2 separate regions of the Danio rerio genome follow, and region 1 is linked to region 2. The links are chromatin contacts, called in public Micro-C maps. All regions are on one chromosome and are shown on one strand. The core of a region is the stretch at or near the end of the contact, and the rest is flanking DNA. Distances in the headings are between cores, read along the strand shown.

Region 1 (2,887 bases), core at 340-2,839, 72 kb before region 2:
TAATAAATAAAAAAAAAAAAGGTATAAGGTTGGGAATGTGTTCATCTTGCCAATTACCAAGAATTATCTTTGCAATGATGCTGAAATGTTTCATTCGGCCTGTTCTGTCCTTACCCTGTTGACAGCTGCCTTACAATGCATTCAATAAATATCGGCTATTTATATTTCACATGAGAGACAAAGTGTTTATACATTTTCAAAATAAATAATTTTTTTATAATGGAAAGACATTACCTTTTTGAAATACTACATAATCTAGGATTTGCAGAAATATCAACAATCAGCCAAAGAGATTTATCTTGCAGCCGTTTTGTTTCAAGAGCACTTCAGCACCAATAAGCCTTTTCCTGGTAGTTTCACTGCACTTTTCCACCCGTTTTAAAAGTTATTTTGGACAGTTTGCCTTAATTTTATTAAAGGTATTGTTAATGATTTGAGTTCTCACTCAGGACTTGTGTACTTACTGCAAACCGTTTCTAATCCATTCATGATGTTTGGAGTTTCACACTTAAGGTGGTGGGTTGTAGTTTTTACATTTATACTCAAACTGTTATTGTTGGTTCTTTTCCATGAATTTACATACGTGCTGCTTTTATCCCAATAGTATTTGCTGCATGATACACAATTTTTCTTGAAATCACCTTAGTTCGATAGAAGAAATCATGATATGCCTATAAATTGTCAAACTCTGTGCATTGGTAGTGGAATTACTGTATTTGCAACAATTGAAAATGTATTTCTCACTTCACATGTTCCATTGCATCTGAATAAAGCTTTGTCTTTTGTACCCAGTTGATTCATTCATTCATTTTTCTCCAGCTTAGTTTCTTTATTTATCAGTCAGTCACCATAGCAGAATGAACCACCAACCTATCCCCACATGTTTTACACAGCAGATGCCCTTTCAGCTGCAACCCAGTCAGCATCCACACACACTCATCCACTATGTCCAATTTAGTTTATTCAATTCAGCTATAGCGCATGTCTTTGGACTGTGGGGGAAACCAGAGCAATCCAAACACATGGAGAACTTTCAAACTTCACACACAAAAGCCTAATCCAGCTGGGACTCGAACCAGTGACCTTCTTGCCGTGCTAACCACTGAGCCACTATGTTGACCCCTACCCCCTGAGTTTTTACCTCTTTGTTTTTCTAGATTACTGCAGTGTTTTGTTAAAGACTAGCTGTTTAACTGCTTCATACTAATTTGCTTAATATATATAGTGATCTGTGTATTATATATATATATATATATATATATATATATATATATATATATATATATATATATTCCGCAAGTAACGTTAAAGAAGTCCAGTCTTTAGTTATATGTGCACATTTAGAGTTTATATTTTATGTCACAAATGTATATAGTAAAGATTTATTAAAAATAAGATGTAGTTTAATTTTTCAGGGTTGGAAACACATTTACCTCTGTGTTCCAGTGGGGGGCACCGGGCCGCGCGCATCAAGTGTCTTTCCCCTGAGCACGTGTCACCGGCAACGCTGGAATAATCGAGCTCAAACCGGTTTTTGCCCGTTGGATTGGAGACTACGCAAAAAGTAGACTGCAGTTACGCAAACTACGCAGAACTTTTCTGCGCAAGCGTAACTCCAAACTCGCAGCTCACGGTCTTCTCCGCTGAGCAATGTGATATTGAAACTGTTGTAACGTACATCTGCTTTTTACCGGCATTTTCCCAGCGCCTTTAACACATATTAACTGCTTGAAACGTCAATACGCAGTTTCAGACACTGGAAAACGAAACAATAGTGTGTAAGTTGATGTTTGTTGGTTATGTTGGTGTCACGGTGACTGTTAGCCTTACCGGCTAAAACTGACAGGAATCAGCTGACGCGTGTTGCATCGCCTCATTTTCAAGCTTTCTGTGTGTTTCTTCACAGTTTTGTATTTGAGCACAAATCTATATAAAATCAGTTAGTAGTAGAATATTATAAACGCGGCGTGCTATAGAAATTAGCATTAGCTTTTACTCAGATCAGCTTTAGTGTTTTCTTTTGACGTTTTGAGTGCCGTGCTGAACATTTTTATACAATGTTTAATTAAATCGGCTGTTACTGTATTTAAATGAGTCGCTTTTCTCTTTTGTACACTTGATAGCTGCGTGTGGAGTCACAGAAAGAGCCAGAATCATGATGAAGATCAGTCCTCATTCACTCTTTCTCTTCGGTCCTTAACAAACAGGTAATTCACATTTAACTGAAGTCAGTCTGACAGACTCGCGTTTCCCAGCTTTGATACACGACCAGTTTGTGTGGATAGTTTTGCGAGATATGCAATGATTTAATCAGGGATGTATCAATTTCTCTTTCACGTATCAGACAGCACAACGGCCATAGAGGAGGTTAAAAGGAGGGAGTTGAGCTCTTCCTCTGTGCAAACTTCATCATCATCCTCTGCAATGGAAGTTGCCCTGGTGAGTCTGTGCTCTTTAAGTTTTCTTTAAATGAAGGTTGTTTCAACAGGCTTGTCAGAATAAGTAGTTAAATGTCATGCTAATTCCATTAAAATCTACACAGAGATTGATTATAAAACATTAACATATGCTCGTATGTGCAACACTCTTTTGGGGAAAGAAACATGACTGGCTGTCAATGTTGTTTGGGCTGAGGTAAATGTATATTGCAATATAATTCTTACACACTAATGCTGATATGAGAATAGCACTCGTTTACAATCTACTCATTCAGAATTCACCGAATTGTTTAACTTTTTTATTTACATTGATGCATTTGAAAACAGTGTTGTTAAATTAATCTACATTTACAGATTTAGAAAAATGACTAAAAACACTGCATGTATGCATTAAGAAACCTGTTTTTAATGTATGCATTTTTAGCCCCTAAATGGCAGTGGCGTAGTAA
Region 2 (3,173 bases), core at 395-2,894:
AATATCTCGTTTGTCGGGAGGGGCATGAATGAATTCCCTGAATAAAAGAGCCAAACTGCAGTTAAAGTCCACCATTTAATAATTTGGCAAATAATTCGACAACAGATGTCCATGTAAACACAGTCACATTGTCCGCTGTGGGTGTGTGTTTTGACTCTGAAATTCAGCGCGCCCAAATAGACACTCCCACACCAAGCCTCTTTTCTTCCTCCGACACTCCCCCCTAAACAGAGCTGGACACGCCCACTTTTCTGACTTTTTCCAAAGTAGAGGTGTGAAAACACCCTGCTGAAACGAGGGGGTTTCATGGCCCTTTAAACTTGTTGTACGTCTGTTGGTTCCTGCCTCTGAACGAACAAGTTTTAGCTACTTGTATTTTAAGGAAGCGTTCAGAAAAAAACAAAACACCCGTGAAGAACCTCGACACAGAGGAAAATAAAACCCTACTGCCAGCTAGCGTTTTGGAAGTGTTATTGCAGAGCAACACAAACAGCACGCAGAATTATACATGCTGGACTACATGCAAGGCAAGCACCGTGGGTCACGCCGATCACTCGACGCAGAAGTATAAACCAGGCTTAACCATGACTGAGTTGCATGGAAGCAGGCTGAATTGAGCTAGATTAAGTTACTATCAAGATTTATTCTTTAAAACTAGCCTAATTTTGTAGCCTAATGTTCATATATGACCATTTCAGATTTCTGTATAGAGATAAGAGAGGTAAAATATATTCATGGCAAGCTTGTAATTATTCATAACCCAGGCAAATTCAGACAAAGTTTTAGTTTGATAGTGAATTCTCTTGTAAATACTCTTGTACATCGTCTCATTATCCTATAGGAAACGTCTGTGCAATTTTATGGGTTTAATGCAAATTTTGTCAGTTTTGGATCACACTAGCTTATCGATATCTTAAACTAACAACACTGATACTAACATCTTCAAAACTTTATTTTAATTTCATGGGACCTTTAAGTGACTTGTAAAATGAGCTTGTTTCCCCAAAACAGTGAAGTTTTTCTTTATGATTGGTCTGAATGTACCAAAAAAATAGAAAATGTTGCATGTGTTATTGTCAGAACAGTTCTTTTATTGTAAGCATTAATGAAGTTTTTCTCCTGCAGGGGTCTCCGTCTTCTGGAAGTAACCTGTTGGGCTCTGTGCCCCCTTCACTCCCCTTGGGTTTTGGGATGCTCGGGGGTCTAGTGCCTGTTTCTCTCCCCTTCCAGTTCCCGTCGCTCCTCAACTTCAGCCCCACAGGTCCCGGAGTCCCCAGCTGCAGTAACCTGGGCTCTTCACCCGCCCCCAACTCAGGATACACGCTGGCACAGAGTGAGTGTGTGCAGATTTAATGTTTCCCGCGGCCGTATGCTGACGTTGTCCGTGTTTGTGATATAGCTAGCAAGCAGACGTGTGTAGTGCATTTCTCTGCATCTCCCTAATCTGTTTTTATCCCCTTCTTCTCTTCCCCTGTGTTGGTGTGCTGCTGGATTGCTGTGCATCTCTCTCTGTGCTCTGTGTTTGCCCTGTCCTGCTGTCCTCCCCCAGATCTGTTTAAAAGTCTTCAGCCAGGGTCTCAGGTTGCTCTACCTCCTCACTTGCAGCTTGCTTTCTCAGGTAAATGCTGCAGTAAACTCTCACTCCCTTCAGCTCACTGTCGCCCTCTTGTGTTGTTGATCTCCACCTTTCTGTACTTCCCTTTGCTTGTTTCAATCGCTGTTTGTGATAATCGGCTCTGTTCCAAATCTTAGTGTGCTGATAAGCAGCTATTCTTTCACTTGGGTAGATTTGCTTTCTTTGCTAAGCAGTCAAAATGTTTTTCATTTTATTTCAAAAGCTATTTATATTTTCTAGTTTTTATATACATATATATATACAGTTAAAGTCAGAATTATTAGCCCCCCTGAATTATTCGCCCCCCTTGTTTATTTTTCCCCAATTTCTTTTTAACGGAGAGCAGATTTTGTCAACACATTTCTAAACATAATTGTTTTAATAACTCATCTCTAATAACTGATTTATTTTATCTTTGTTATGATGACAGTAAATAATATTTTACTAGACATTTTTCAAGACACTTCTATACAGCTTAATGTGACATTTAAAGGCTTAACTAGGTTAATTAAGGTAAACTAGGTAGGTTAGGGTAATTAGGCAAGTTATTGTATAACGATGGTTTGTTCTGTGTAGACTATTGAAAAACTAGCTTAAAGGGGCTAATAATTTTACCTTAAAATGTTTTTTTTTTTTTTATTTAAACTGCTTTTATTCTAGCCTAAATAAAACAAATAAAACTTTCTCTAGAAGAAAAAATATTATCAGACATACTGTGAAAATTTCCTTGCCCTGTTAAACATCATTTGCGAAATATTTTAAAAAGAAAAACAAATTTAAAGGGGGGCAAATAATTCTGACTTCATCTGTATCTATCTATCTATCTATCTATCTATCTATCTATCTATCTATCTATCTATCTATCTATCTATCTATCTATATATATATGTATATGTATATATGTGTGTGTGTGTGTGTGTGTATACACATCTATCCATATGTATGTATAGATATATTATATATAAATTATGTTTATCTTTATCAATATTTCCACCAATGCAAGATATACAGGGATGGATGTAGATAGATATAAATCTGTCAAACTCTCGTGTTCCAAATTGTACAATTGTAAGGGAGAGTTCACCCTCACATCATTTACTCTCACTCATGTGGTTTAAACTTTTGTGAGTTTCTAAACATATTTTGAAGAGTGCTGGTTGCTGGACTTTCATAATAATTTGAAAGTCATTAGTTATGTTTCCATCCAGCATGTGCATAAAAAACGGTTGATGGAAACGCCAAGATGCGCATAAATTTTGAAAAAGCGCATAATTGAGTAGGATAAACTTTTTATTCAAAAGATGCGCACTTTTACTAAACAAATTGCAGTGTGCGCATTAAAGTCGTGTGATTTTGTTATGAGGGATCATGTGATGATAAAAATAAGTCTGATTGGACAAACCGGCAGGCTGAGCACACTATAAATCATCTGAAATGTTGTTTTGGTCATTCTAAAACACCTAAACTTGACTGAGTATTAGTGTTATTATATTATTAATGACCTCCAGAATCAAGAGCATCTGTGCTCCGAGTCTCAAACGCCACCGCACATTCACTA

What was found. Hi-C and Micro-C count contacts between places; a contact is called where the count stands out from the background.
Region 1: a contact with region 2 is called in a Micro-C map of caudal fin, with 7 times the contacts expected there. The contact joins the promoter of slc25a38b here to the enhancer-like site in region 2. A contact is called at or near these places in 2 of 18 Hi-C or Micro-C datasets (caudal fin and an unstated tissue).

The regions. Positions count from the first base shown.
Region 1 is chr6:8,668,394-8,671,280 of GRCz12tu, reverse strand. slc25a38b (solute carrier family 25 member 38b) reads left to right here and starts at 1,589. Exons shown (of 9, transcript NM_001202458.1): 1 at 1,589-1,778; 2 at 2,124-2,207; 3 at 2,345-2,439. The coding sequence starts at 2,425. myh9a (myosin, heavy chain 9a, non-muscle) reads left to right here. Exons shown (of 40, transcript NM_001098177.2): 40 at 1-787. The region is part of intron 1 of LOC141386178 (a long non-coding RNA gene); the gene reads right to left.
Region 2 is chr6:8,596,147-8,599,319 of GRCz12tu, reverse strand. All of the region lies in intron 42 of myh10 (myosin, heavy chain 10, non-muscle), which reads right to left. It overlaps ubn2a (ubinuclein 2a), which reads left to right. Exons shown (of 16, transcript NM_001080169.1): 15 at 1,126-1,333. Among named protein-coding and RNA genes, the nearest start is that of ubn2a, 24 kb to the left of the region's middle. Within about 2 kb of position 1,644, at least 4 of the 62 cell types and tissues checked have an H3K27ac peak or open chromatin away from gene starts, as enhancers often do.